Linked DNA regions of Mus musculus: region 2 is linked to region 1. A link is a contact called in public Hi-C data. All regions are on one chromosome and are shown on one strand. The core of a region is the stretch at or near the end of the contact, and the rest is flanking DNA. Distances in the headings are between cores, read along the strand shown. Region 1 holds the start of Yod1 (YOD1 deubiquitinase). Region 2 holds the start of Nucks1 (nuclear casein kinase and cyclin-dependent kinase substrate 1).

Region 1 (7,106 bases), core at 1,945-4,444:
TTTCTAAGTGAAACAAACCAAATCAATTATTTAAAAACTGAAAGTCAAAGATCACAGATGAACAAAGTACTAACTTGCAGAACTGTGAAATATCCAAAAGATCATAGTGGATCTATGAATACTGTTCTCTACGGAAAAGAGTTTCAGGAAACCAAAGCATTCCATTGACACTTTAGAGGAAGACTTGTTAGTAAGAAGTGCTTTGAGCTGAAGAGCTGAGGAAATCAAATCCCTTCAGAAAAATTTATATGTATGTAAAAAAAAAAAAAACAAAAGAACTAAACACTCAAATTTTCAAGATACTTCTTGAATTTTAAACTAAATTAGCAATTAAAAAGGCATACCCTGCTTCACTGAAAAAAAAAATTACCTAATGTGACAAATAACAATACATGAATTGCATTAAAACAAGAGGCCAACAGTCTTTTAAAGCTTCAGGAAGCTGCTTCAGGCACCTTTTCCCCTTATACATTCTACTTTTATACACTAGAAATCGCAACAGGGCCATATTAATCCCTGTTTTAGATAACATTCTCAAGGGACATACTTCTCCCCGTAAAATTGCTTTCAATATACTTGTAAGTAGTTAGATACACTTATAAAGTCTACCAAATTGCAATATAAAAAGTTTTGACAATTCTGAGTATCTTCATTTGATGGATCAATTCAGAATTTAGAAACTACTAACTCATTCAAAGTTATTAAAAGGAATCAACTACTGGAGACATTGTGGTATATGTCCAGTGGCCCTCCACAAGGCTTTCCACATTACCTAAAATATGATGTTTTCTTCTATAAGCTAAAGCCACTAGGTGCTGGTTTATAATATAATCCAGTCTTCGGGTTAGCATCCCAAGTGGCCAAAACCACCTTATTCCGACCCCCAGTAGAAAGAGGGCATGCCACTAGTGTAGACACACATCTGTAAACTTGCACACTGATTTTAATCTTAACAAGGAATTTCAGTGTCAGTCATACTAGTTTAGGATAAAAGGATGGTCCAAGCATTGTGTTCTATTCTGTAGGGTTATGAATAGCTTATTGGAAAACCCAGAGCCTTCTGGATCTGTGAGGTAGTAGGCTCCCACTCTTATGAATAGATCACACCTCTCCAAAGTTGGTATGGCCTGTCTCCCTGGCATGGTCCCTTGCTTCTGCTTGTCCGGTTAGGCCCTTCTGACAGATCATGCATCTCAGGGTGAAGCGGTTTACATCAGTGAACTGTCTCTTTCTTCTAGCTTCATCAGCTAATTCCAGTGCTTGTACAAGAACAATATCATCATTTGAGGAGAAAATGGTCAGAGGAGGGGTATCTGGATCAGGGAAGTTACGCTGAAGCGGATCGTAGTGAATGCCATCGTAGATAAGCAGAACTCTTTTGGTATATCCTGCATCTTCCCCAAAACGATCAATTCTGACTGTCTGTGTATCTACTACACATATTTCACATTGGTAAAACTTAGACAGGATTGAGATCTCGATTGCCCCCCCCCACGTATCATCCCTTCTGATCCAATCACAGTAGTCTTCGTTTGTCTTTCCCAGTATCGCCTCACTATACAAGACTGGATCACTTGCTACAATTTGTGCTATGAGGCGTCTCATCTCAGGGGCACAAGCTGGATTCAAGACTCCTCCTTCCACGACATAGTACACACTGGTAAAGAGGCAAGAGTTGTCTGCTGGGACTGCGGTTCTGGTAAGCACAGGCAGAGCTTCCCTGACATAACTAGGAGCACCATATTTTGAAAACGCAGGTGAAGCTTTTGGTCTGGTTTGGTCTTCTTCAACAATCAGCATGTCACCTGTCAAAAATAAAACAAATCCAGAACTGCAGAGAAATTATAGATTGGGTGTTTATTAGCCAACTCAGAAAATTAGAAAGCAAAGGAGTTAAAAGTATAAAGCGGGTTACCAAGGAGAACACAACTTTGTAAACAAGAGGCCAGTAACTCTCTAAGTTTGTTTGTGTTTAGTTCAGTGTCTTCAGAAAGAGGCAAACAGAACAAAATGCTCCGCGCTGCATTTCAACTTAAAAACCAAATCTTTCAGATGTTCTCCACAGACTAGGTAGGTCACTGGGGTGTTCTTTGCACTTCGCATGCCTATACCATCTGACAGCTCGATTCGAGGGGCCTTGCCACAAAATGGAAAAAGCTTTGAATGGTCAACACTGACGTTCAAGTTCTAAACCTGGGAACAAGTAACTGCTGTTGGTTAATTCTACAGCAATAAACACAACGTCCAAGTGTGTGTGTGTGTGTGTGTGTGTGTGTATGTATGTATGTATGTATGTATATATATATATATATATATATATATATATATATATATATATATATATATATATATGAGACACAAGATAAAAAGAAATTAACACACAGGGAAAACGAAAAATTGGTATCTCAACCGCTGACCTGCTGATCGGGATAGGGAAAAAGAACCATCCCGTCAGGGAACAAGGGTCCTGCTGTCCTTTGGGAAAGCAGAGGAAACAAATGACCTGGAAGCAGGCTTGGGGAACAGGGGACTTCAAGACTCCAGCCTTGTCTCTAAATCACAAGTAAAGGACTTGACACCTGCCCCGGCCTTCCCGGAGTTCTGGTCCTCGAAGCCCCTAGCTGTCACATCGGCACTCTGCCTTACTAGCTTCACTCTTCTCCCCTCCACGTCCTCCAAGACTTCCCCGGCCCCGGCCGGTGCCCGTACCTGACTGGATGGGCAGGTCCCCAAGAGTGATGTCCCGGTCGCTGAGATCCAGGCACTCGGGCGGGTAGCCAACGAGGATTCGCTGACTGCCGGGAGCGATGCCGGTGATAGCGGCGATTTGGCCCTGCAGCTCCCGTAAGCGGGTCCGGCTGGAAAGACCCTGCAAAAGGTGGGTGCCACCCTTGGCCTTGCAGCGGACCCGCCACATAGTGTCGGCCGGCCGGCCTCCTGCGGGGCCAGCCTTGGTCCCAGCCTCAGACTGGGGGACAGCGCCGGAGTAACCAGCGGGGGGGACCCCAAAATGGCCGCCTTTGGCGCCTCCAAACATCGCGAGAGGTGGCCGCTGGGGCGCTTCTCGCGACACCTCGGTGGGGGGTGGGGGGGACTCGGCCTCGGTCCTTCCAAAAACGGCGCGGGCTCTTAAAGTGGCAAGGGCGGCCGCGGGTGAGGGTTGGGGGTCGGCCGGCTCTCCCGAGCGCTCCGGTGAGGCGAGCTTCGCGTCGGCAGCATTTATGCTCCAGGGAGGAGGGCGGGGAAGGAGTTCCCGAGTCTAGCAGAGCAGAATGTCACCTTGCAGGGAGGTCGCCAATGATGAAAGCAGCCTCCCAAACACCAGGCAGAGCCGACTCATCGTCGGGAAGGTAAACAAATGCCAAGAGAGGTCAGAAGGACCCACCAAACAGTCACGCCGCTGGCGGGGTTCGTGGCTGCGCCGAACTGATTCATTGAGGCCAAGTGGACGGGACGAGCGGGGAGTCCCGTGAGACGAACTTGAAAGCGTCCATCTGCCACCTCAGAAAGACTGTATGAGGTCAGCAGCCGTGCCTGGGGCGATCGCCTCACTCCCGCGGTTGGTGGCAGGGCTCAAGAGGACTCACTCTTGGTCATCAGGATTCCAGTCCGATTCCTCGTATCCCAGTAGGAAGACACTTCATCATGGCAACGCAGTCCTCGCGGTGGCCGAGAGACAGAAGACAGACGGGCAGAGAGGAGACCTGACCAGATAGCTAGCCAGTTTCCAACTCTGTAGCCCGGGAGCCCGAGACTGCCTTGACCATAGTTCTAAAGGTGTGCAGTAAACGCCGAATAATGACAGTTCGTAGCACGCTGGAACTCGCCGCGGGGGTGTGAAACGCATATTTGGATTGTGTGGAAGATGACTTGACTCTCGGGTCAAGAAGGAAGGAGTGAAAACAGTTCTAGGGTCCCTCCCCCACCGTTTAGCCAAAGCAGCAAACAAGTCCCCCTCCCCACTCTGGACTGTCAAGCATTGTCAGGTACCAATGGTGTGCAGGGGGAGTGACTTTGAAAAGTAGTTCTGGGAGATATAAACCCCACTGCAACAGCCTCTACTGTGAATCAGTTACAGCGAATCTGTCCCTCTGTACCCTCACACCAGGAGCGGGTGCACTTCTCCTCCTCCTTGGCTCTTCCAGATGACCACAGATAATGTAGCCTGGGTCCAGGGATGGAGGGGGAAATCAAGGAACATGCTTTGGAGTCACCTGTCTGGTGAATGGGAGGCTCCCGGATCCATAGGCTCCAAGGATGCTGACCAGAAGTTGTAGTTAGTTAGCTCTTGCCTTCTGGTAGCCAGCAAGGCATCTTTACAAGCCGACCTCAACCTCCCAGAACCTAGTCTAGCTGGAGATTCAGGAACGAAGGCGTTAAGCCTCACTTTTCACCAGTCACTCCCACGCAAGATGTCAGCCAAACAGGTCTCGCGAGAATAAGGGAAGGGGGGGGGGGAAGGGAAGGCTTTTAATTCACCCCGCCTCCAGCTCCATTTGTTTCCAGGCAACAATGCCACCAAGCTCCCCTGGGCCGGCTGCTTTGCGAGCTGACAGCCTTAGGCTGTCACAGGTCCTCCCAGACCCCAGGAGCCCGCCCCCTGCCCTGCAGGTGCTTCATTGGTCCAGCGTGCCTCCAGGTGAGGGCTGACGCCAGCGTGGGCGGGGCCAAGCGCCCCACGTGACTCGCCCCAACCCCCGGAGCCCGGACTACTTCAGTCTGTCTGCCAGCTTTGGTACCCGGTGCTCCGGTGGCGACACTGGGTCTACAGCAGGGAGGACGAATAGGACAGGTCATAGGGTGAGCGGTAATTGAGCAGTCTGGACGCGGGGCTGGGGTGCTGCGCGGGCGCGGGGATGGTGCAGAGCGACAGTGCTTCGTGCTTTCGGGAAGTGTAGCTCCGGGTGACGCTCCTGGGCGTGCAGCCCTTCAGGGACACTGAGCCGCAGCTGCGGAGTGAGGACTGGAGAATTGGCTCTGTCAGGCCAGGAGCCGTGCACGGGTTTTCTTTTTTCTTTTCTTTTCTTTTTTTCCTTTTTTTAAATAGAATCTTTTGTCTTGAGCTCCTTGGCATCGGGGTTTGAGTAGTGAGTCCCAGTCCCTCTCACCCTAGTTGATATCAGGACGCAAGGCTTATTTTGCAGGTAACATTCCATAAGTCATTTACTTCCGCTGCGCCCTAGGGTATGGATAGGAAAGGGCAGGGAGGGTGGAGAACGTCAGAGAATGTAACATGCTAGGGCTATCACAGCTCCACTACAGTTCTTCCTTCCTAGAGTGTGCTTTCACCCCGTCCGTCCCTCTCACCAGTTTCCAAATTCATTCTCATTCTCTCCCTTCTCTCCCTGTCCCCCTCTTCCCCTCCCTCTCCTTCCCTCTTCCCCTCTCCTTTTTCTCCTTCCCTCTCTCTCTCCTTCCCTCTCTCCCTCTCCTTCCCTCCCTCCTTCTCCCCCCCCCCGCCCCCCCGCCGAGACTGAGTTTTTCCTTTGGATTGGGGTTGCTTTCTTGATCAAGTGCACTTCATCTCTCCGCATCTCCAGCGCTTCTGATTCCCACCTCTGTTCTGTCTGTATTCTTAAACTTAGAATGTGAGGGCAAGAAACTTGAACAAGGTACTTTGGTTATCTTCATTTGTCAATTCTGTAAAATAAGACGAAGTAATCATGCTAGGAAAATCTGCTTTATTAAGATTACTGGAAGGCTTGCTGGGTTTGAGATGTATGAGTGTGAACCAAGTCAGCAAAGAACTGCAAAGTTGGGGTGCAGCTGTATACGTGAGGAGTCAGGTTTGTGACACCCAAGAACAAGTGTTTGTGAAGTAGGAGCAAGAGGCTGGACCTGGATCTTGGTAGGGGCTTCTTCCCTTTGTCACACTAATTCTCTGCACCATTTTTAGGGATACCTTCCTTCCCTTCCTTCTATTTTATTATCTCTCCTTTCCCAGGTGCCTCCTGAAGAACTACCATGTCTGAGAATAGTACATTTTCCCCAGAAGACTGCAACAGCAGCTATAAACCCCACGCCTCAAATCTGCGAAGGGCAGGGAAGACATGCTGTGAGTTCTGGTAAAGAGTGACTGGCTGCGGATCCCTCGTGGGGTTTTTGTCCCAGAAATGTATTTGTATCCTAGACTCTTTTTCTCTGTGGGGGTGGGGAGTAATTCTTTGCATGGCAGTTTATGTTTTATTTATTTTGCGTTTGGATCTTAGCACAGAACCCTGACTTGCTGGGGACTTGCAGTGTAACCCAGGCTGCCCTCTGACTCATCATGCAAGTTTCCTCTTATAACCTCTTGAGTACAGATGTGTGAGACACATGGCATAGGACTTAAGACAGAGTCCACAGTGAGCAGTTCCCTGTCTCAAACTAGTAGGCTTAGTATCCTTGGGGCTTCTTGATGCTTTCATTAGGGGTATGTGGGAGCTAGAGCAAGTTATTTTATACATAGGATGGCCAAGTGTCAAGGTACGCAAGTAACCTGGGGCTGTCACTCTCAGTTCCTTTTATCTCTTGGACTGTGTTCTTGGAAGGCAACACTCATTGCATATATTGAAGGCAGAAGCCGGGCATGGTGGTCCCCACCCATAATTTAAGCCCTGGTGAGGTGGAGGCAGAGGATGAGGGGTTCAAGGGTGTGCACAACCACACATACTTAGTTCAGAGTAAGCCTGGGTTACTTGAGACCTGTCTTAAAAAACTAACCCAAGATGCAGGTGAGAGCCAGCCCTTGTCCTGTTCCTCCCTGCCCCGAGGGGAATGAGCTCTGACATGTGACTCAGTGTCGGGTGCTTGAAGTTCTTGCAGGGTTAGCTTTGGGGTTTTGCAGATTCTTTCACACAAGCATTTTAATATACAGAGATGGCAGAAATGGTGGCAGGGGACTCAAGCATCATTTCTTGTTCCCTGGACTCTACATTCCTAAGCAAGGCTGTACACTTCCCTAGAAGTCTGGGGACTTGGTCCTCTGGAAGGTTTCTGGAAACCTCAGGAGCCTTCTAGCACTCTTCTTTCTGGAACCCCCCTGGTCAGTTCTCCCTTTATGGAGAAGTGCTTATGTGTATGCGTAGGTAGAAGGAGGTGGTTAGTGTGAGATCTGACTGGTCAGT
Region 2 (7,106 bases), core at 2,857-5,356, 1.2 Mb before region 1:
GATGCTTTAAAAATTGAAGTCTAGGGGGCTGGAGAGATGGCTCAGCGGTTAAGAGCACTGACTGCTCTTCTGAAGGTCCTGAGTTCAAATCCCAGCAACCACATGGTGGCTTACAACCATCCTTAATGACATCTGACTCCCTCTCCTGGTGTGTCTGAAGACAGCTACAGTGTACTTACATATAAAATAAATAATAAATAAAATCTTAAAAAAAAATTAAAGTCTCCAGGTGGGAATTTCTTTTAAAGCCATACTTGCTCATAGGCACATATACATCTGGTGGTAAAGAAGAACAAATACAAGGAAACAGGCTCATCTCTAGATACACATGGGATACTAAATTTAAGCATGTTCTTGTATTTATTTGTTAAATTCAAAAGTATCTCCAATTTTCAAATTCCCCCTTAAGCTGGAGATTTCTTTTTTATTTTGAGAGACAGGGTTTCTCTATGTAGACCTACAGAGATCTACCTCTGCCTACAGAGTACTGGGATTAAAGGTAGTCACCACTACCACTCAGTGAACTAGGGACTTCTTTTTTTTTTTTAAAGATTTATTTATTTATTATATGTAAGTACACTGTAGCTGTCTTCAGACACTCCAGAAGAGGGAGTCAGATCTTGTTACAGATGGTTGTGAGCCACCATGTGGTTGCTGGGATTTGAACTCTGGACCTTCGGAAGGGCAGTCAGGTGCTCTTACCCACTGAGCCATCTCACCAGCCCAACTAGGGACTTCTTAAAACTACAAAGCAAGTCTAAGTAAGACTGGCTTGGAGCTGCATAAGACTCCAGCTCAAAAAACAAGCAAATAATAATAATTTTTAAAACTCCACAAAAGCCAGAAAACAAACAATACACTCATAGAGTGTCATGCCTCATGAAGAAGTTTGGATGCCAGCACCCACATAATAAGTGTCCCAGGGCATGTCTCACCTCAAAGCATGATTAAGAGGCTTCTTTACACACGAGTATATAGGCACACACAAGTACATGGGCACACACATTGCAGAGGAAAAGGCCAGTGAGACAGCTCAGCAGCTAAAGGCACTTGTGCCAAGACTACAGTCCATCCACAGGACCAATAAGAACAGAGGTGATTCCACAAGTTGTCCTCTGACCTTAACCAGACAGGTGGTAGTTCACACCCACATACATACAGGAAAGTAAAGTGGTCACTGTGGAGTTGGAAAACGAGCAGGACTCTATTAACTATAAAATCTAGGTTCTGTAGGCCACTTGGACACATGATGTCTGCTGTCAAAGTTTGCCACCTAATTTTTTTATTCCCTTTGAGAAAAACAAAACAAGGGCTGGTGAGATGGCTCAGTGGGTTAGAGCACCCGACTGCTCTTCCGAAGGTCCAGAGTTCAAATCCCAGCAACCACATGGTGGCTCACAACCATCCGTAACGAGATCTGACTCCCTCTTCTGGAGTGTCTGAAGACAGCTACAATGTACTTACATATAATAAATAAATAAATCTTAAAAAAAAATAAAGAAGGCAAATGTTCTTTAAAAAAATAAATAAATAAAAAAAAGAAAAAGAAAAACAAAACAAACGAAAACAAAAATCCATCAAAAACTCCTTTTAGGACATGTGCCTTTAGGAATGTCTTTAACTCCAGCACTCAGGAGGCTGAGGCAGGCAGATCTGTTTGATAACAGCCTGGTCTAGAGAGGGAGTTCCAGGCAGCCAAGGCTCTTACACAGAGAAACCCTGCCTCAAAAAAAAACAAAAACAAAAACACACCAATTCTTTTAGAAAACAGTACTATTATTTTGTGGAGTAAGGAGACATTTCTTCTTCTTCTTTTTTTTTTTTTTTTTGTTTTTTGTTTTTTCAAGACAGGGTTTCTCTGTGTAGCCCTGGCTGTCCTGGAGCTCATTTTGTAGACCAGGCTGGCCTAGAACTAAGAAATCCGCCTGCCTCTGTCTCCCAAGTGCTGGGACCAAAGGTGTGTGCCACCACGCCCAGCATAAGGGGACATTTCTGAGGTGCTCCCAAGCCACCAGGAGTTATTTAGCATTAAAAGCACAGTGCAGAGTGCAGACCCATACCCTATCTGAAGTACTGTGTGAATGAGAAACACAAGTTTTATTTCCAGTAATCTTTACTTAATTTAACTTTCAATAGCCACCAAGTGGAACAGTTAGTTACAAAGCTAAATGAGCCAGTAGTAGTAGTGTCTCACCTTTTTGTAAGGCAGAGGCAGATTCAAACCAGCCTGATCTACAGAAGAGTTCCATGGGAGCCTTGGCTCCATGAGACACCCTCTCCCCAAATTAAAAAAAATTTTTTTTAAAAGAAAAGACATATCTTTCTAGCAAAAGGACCAACTAATTTATTATACAAGAGACCTCAGCTGAGCAGTGGTGGCGCCTTTGATCCCTGCACTCGGGAGGCAGAGGCAGGCGGATTTCTGAGTTCAAGGCCAGCCTGGTCTACAGAGTGAGTTCCAGAACAGCCAGGGCTACACAGAGAAACCCTGTCTAGAAAAAAGTAATTTGAGTTGGTGGTACAGTTTGGTTAGATTTATGTCCTCAAAGAACTCACTATAACCTGGAACAGTCATATTGACTACTTCCCAAACATCACACAGAAGACATGGTAATTTGGAGGTGCAGGTTAAAACAGAATGGAAAAAGCAAGCTGGTAGGTAATTCATCCTCCGCAGTTCCCTCTCGCGAGTGGGAGGGGTGGTAATCTACCACCAATAGATTATCTTGTCAAGGAGACATAGTGGGGCACAAAACCGTTGCCAGATCCAAACCTCTCCTTGGTATTGGGATACTTTCGATACCAAAACTTGAAATGAATTCATAACTGTAAAAATAGTTAAGAACTAAAGGCAATGGGGCCAGGTAAAGCTCCTTTACAAGTAACATCTATTGACTTTGGTCTCGGTCTCTGTCCCTCTGTCTCTCAGGCCTTAATAGATTGGACTAAACCACACCCTCCACCCAAGCCACATTCTATACAACAGCTCTGGAGGGCATTAAAGGGGAGCCCACCGAGTGAGGGGAAACCGAAAACTTCTTGAAGCCATGTGAATAAAAGTCTGATCGCTAGTGGATCGTAGTCCATTTACGATTAACGTCACACGGGGAAAGAGAGGGTTACAGAAGTAGCAAGAGACGCGTACTGCGGGGTGAGGGGGAACGAGAACCACACGGGATTTGGGTTAACAAGCACGTCCCTGGAGGAAGGGCATTTGTCTGCAAGCGGTGGAAAGAGAAAACTTGGGGTTAATGCGTTCAGAACTCCCAAGTGGGGAGAGGCTGTGGCCCTTATTTTACGGGGCTCAGTGTCAAAACTCACTTTTGCCCCAAGGGGAAAGGAAAACGTGGGTTCCGCCCAGGCCGGGCTAGGAGGCGGGGCCTGCCGCGACCCCGAGAATGGAGGCGGGGCCGGGCGGCGGGGCACAAGCAACTCGCTCGCCAAAACGCTAAGCCGGCGAGCCTCTGGAGGACCGAGTCCTCCGTGTTCGCACCCGGGTCGGCCGTAGGCTCCAACAGGGCCCAGGGGTGCGGCCTATGGTGTGCCTGGTGCGCGCCAAGCCCACGCCAGGGCCATGGCGGAGGTGGGGGCGGCCGCGGAGCCGACCCGGACCCTGCGGGGTGGAGGCGACGCGCCCGTGCGCGCCGCCGCCATCCTGCGCGCCGCCGAGCACCCACGCGCAAGGGCGCGCGCGGCCCCCGACAGAAGGCCGCGCGTGGTAGTCAGGAGCACGACTCCAGGCCCGTTGCCCAGGTCCTTCGCCACTCACCCCAGCCCGTTCGGCCCGCCCCGGGCCTTGGACTCCGCACTGACCTGACAGGCCGAGACATGTTCGCTGTCGAGGCGCGACCAAGTCGAGGAGCCGAGGACCAGGACCCCCCTCCCCGCGCACTCGGCGCCCCACCCCCCCGCTCCGGCCGGCGGGGCCGCTGCTGCCGAGCCCCGGGCTGCTGGCTTCTCAAGAGTCGGCGGCTGCTGGTTTGAGGTCCCTGGATCTGACGAGCCCCCCGCTCCCCCGTCTCTTCAAAATGGATGAATCAAACCAGCCGAAAATGCGCCAAAGCCGCGGTGCAACCAAACCCCGTAGGGTTTGTGCGCTCCGCCCCAGCACGCCCGCTCATTGGTGACTCCTGTCAGATGCGCCCTAGTCATTAGTCCATTTGAATCATCACGCCTCCCAGCCCCGCCCCACTCCCGGATAGGCCCCGCCTCCTCCATGGGGTCCTGTTAGTCAAGATGCGCTGAGAGCGCACGGCCGCAAAACAAAAATGGTCGCCGATTGCCCGCCCCCTGTCTTCCACGCCAGAGCTGCAGATTCGGCTTGGGTTATATCTTGGACCCCCTGCCAAATAACCTGATTTATATAGAGTTCTCTGTGGACTAGGTGGTTCTGTAATGGATTTAATTTCTCCTGACTTGATTATTTTGCAAATCAGCTAATTGCAAGACTCATGGGATAGGCAGCAGATTCGTCACTTAAGAATTGGAGGGAAATTACTTAGGTTCAAAAATTTGACCTTAATCTTAGAAATCCTGTACTCTGACTTCAGCGTTAACCTCCCAGGGCTCAGTCACGCTGCTGAAGTAGAGAGTTGGGTTCACAAGGAATATCTTCTACCCAATCTGATCTTTGAGAGCTACTTAACACTCATTAAAACCTCAATTTCTGATATTAGCATTTCAAAGAGAAAGAGGTGATTAATGGTTAAGAGGGAGACTGGTGACAAAACGCTTGCTTCAAAATTCTAAGTCCACCACTTAGTACTTAACTAGGTTTCCTCTGTGCACCTCAGTTTTATGATGAGTAGAGTAGGATACAAGGCTACCTTATTACTAGAACTAAACAAGGTGCTATGTTGAAAGGCCTTTAGTCTGGGCTTAAGTGTTAGGTTCCGTTTTTAATAGAAGATAAAATTAGTTCGGGGGGGGGGGGCAGGGAGGCTGGAGAGATGGCTCAGTGGTTAAGAGCACTGACTGCTCTTCCAGAGGTCCCGGAGTTCAAATCCCAGCAACCACCTGGTGGCTTACAACCATTTGTAATGAGATCTGATGCCCTCTTCTGGTGTGTCTGAAGACAGCTACAGTGTACTCATATATAATAAATAAATAAATCTTAAAAAAAAAAAAGTAGTTCGAGTTGCCTCAAGACTGAATGCCTAAATCAGAAGTAGAGCACAGTATCTTTGTATTAATATCTAGGATTTACTTCCTGTTATAGTTTGGATTCCATGTTCCCTAGGGACCCATATGCCAAAGATTTAAGAGGCAGGACCTGGTAGAAGTTAGGACATTAGGAGTGAGCACTTTAACATGATGTGGGAACCTTGACTTGACCACCCTCTGTCTTTCTTGCTTGCAGCCTGTAAACACAATGTCATCTGTTTCACTTTGCTGAAATGCTTTTCACCATGATGCTCTTGCTCTCTACAGACACAAAGCCCTAGGACCAAGCAGCCCTCAATGGAAACATATGAAACTGTAGAAAAATAAATGTATTCTTGTAAGTTGATATTTCAAGTCATACGGATAGAAAACTAACACACTTTATGATGTTGTAAATCGATTTCAATACTTGCCAGAGCCAGTGTTTCACTTGAAGAGTGGGGATGTTGCTCAGCTGAGAGTAACTGCTCAGCACACAGTAAGCACTGAGTTCAATCTTCATCACCTCCTGAAACTGGACAAGAGGATACACACCTATAATGCCATCAGTCAAGGAGATAGATGTTCAAGGTCATGCCTGGCTACATAGGGAGTTTGAGGACAGTTTGGACTGCGAAAGCCCCTGAGTCAACAACAAAACCAAGTGAAGATATAGTCCCTAAGCAACAAACCACATCACTATCTGCTTCCTGAAAGTCTCCCAGTGTAAAATTCTACTTATCTAAGGGAAGAAAGCAGCAAAAGAGAAGAATTTTAAAAGTTATTCTTGATCCTTTCCGTTCAACGTCATTTCCTCTTCACTTAAAAAAATATATGGTAAAAAAAAAAATCTCTAACAGCTGGGTAGTGGTGGCAAATGACTTTAATCTTGGCAATCAGGAGGCAGAGATGGGCAGATCTCTCTGAGTTCAAGGTCAGCCTGGTCTACAGAGCAAGTTTGAGAACAGTCAGGGCTACACAAAAGGAAATTTACATAAAATGTGCGGTCTTAGCCATTTACACTTCTGTGGCATTAAGGACATTCATGTTGTTGCATAACCACCACCAAAACCCATCTCTAAAATTTTTTTTATATGTCTCTGGTGTGTGTGTGTGCATGGGTGCATGTGTGTATACCATAGCAAGAATGTAGAGACCAGAGGAAAATTAGACAAAGAATTTTATTAACTTTTCTCAAACTTGATTCCCGAGTTGCTTCAGCTTAATTTGCTGCGAAGGGTGAACTGTGTGTAACCAACAACCAAAAGGAGCTGCAGAGTCCAAGGGGCTTGAACATAAAAATAGTAAAGATGTAGGTCTTATCAGAGTCATATAAATTTTTTAAAGCAGTCATGACATGAAATAGCAGCCCAGTAACTTCTTTAAGTTTCATCTTCCTCACAAATTGCCTCAAGTCAGTTGCTCCATTTTTGAAAACCTCATCAAAATTCTCCACAGGACTGCAACTTCATCCCTCTCCTCTCCAGTAGCAGCTGGTGCTTTGCCATTCCCAGGTTGTTTGGGCAGAGCTATTTGCCACTCTCTGTCACCCAGTCAGAGTATCTGCACCAAGCTGGTATAGGATGCTGGGAAGCATTTCTGCCGGCTTCCGTATTGCAGCCCGGCCTGTAGTGGTGAAGGTGTTCACTGACAGAGACACCTGAACTTTAGAGTTGTCAAAGAGGATTGTCACTGTTCCTCTTCAATACCAAAGATTTTTTTATTAAAGATTTATTTTATGTATATGAGTACAACTATAGTTGTCTTCAGACACACCAGAAGAGGGCATCAATCAAATCCCGTTACAGATGGTTGGGAGTCACCATGTGGTTGCTGGGAACTGAACTCAGGACCTCTGGAAAAGCAGTCAGTGTTCTTAAACACTGAGCCATCTCTAGAGCCCCAGAGACATTGTTTATGCCCAGCTTCTTTAAGAGAATGAGAGTCAAAGTTCTAGTTCTTTT

The links. A called contact is a pair of places that touch in the nucleus more often than the background predicts.
Region 2: a contact with region 1 is called in a Hi-C map of natural killer cells, with 14 times the contacts expected there. The contact joins the promoter of Nucks1 here to the promoter of Yod1 in region 1. A contact is called at or near these places in 1 of 39 promoter capture datasets (erythroid cells) and 1 of 484 Hi-C or Micro-C datasets (natural killer cells).

The regions. Positions count from the first base shown.
Region 1 is chr1:130,713,415-130,720,520 of GRCm38.p6, reverse strand. Yod1 (YOD1 deubiquitinase) reads right to left here and starts at 3,194. Exons shown (of 2, transcript NM_178691.4): 1 at 2,710-3,194; 2 at 1-1,805. The coding sequence starts at 3,037. The coding sequence ends at 1,102. It overlaps Pfkfb2 (6-phosphofructo-2-kinase/fructose-2,6-biphosphatase 2), which reads left to right and starts at 4,700. Exons shown (of 15, transcript NM_008825.4): 1 at 4,700-4,800; 2 at 5,945-6,055. The coding sequence starts at 5,965.
Region 2 is chr1:131,907,458-131,914,563 of GRCm38.p6, reverse strand. It overlaps Nucks1 (nuclear casein kinase and cyclin-dependent kinase substrate 1), which reads right to left and starts at 4,106. Exons shown (of 7, transcript NM_175294.3): 1 at 3,814-4,106. The coding sequence starts at 3,830.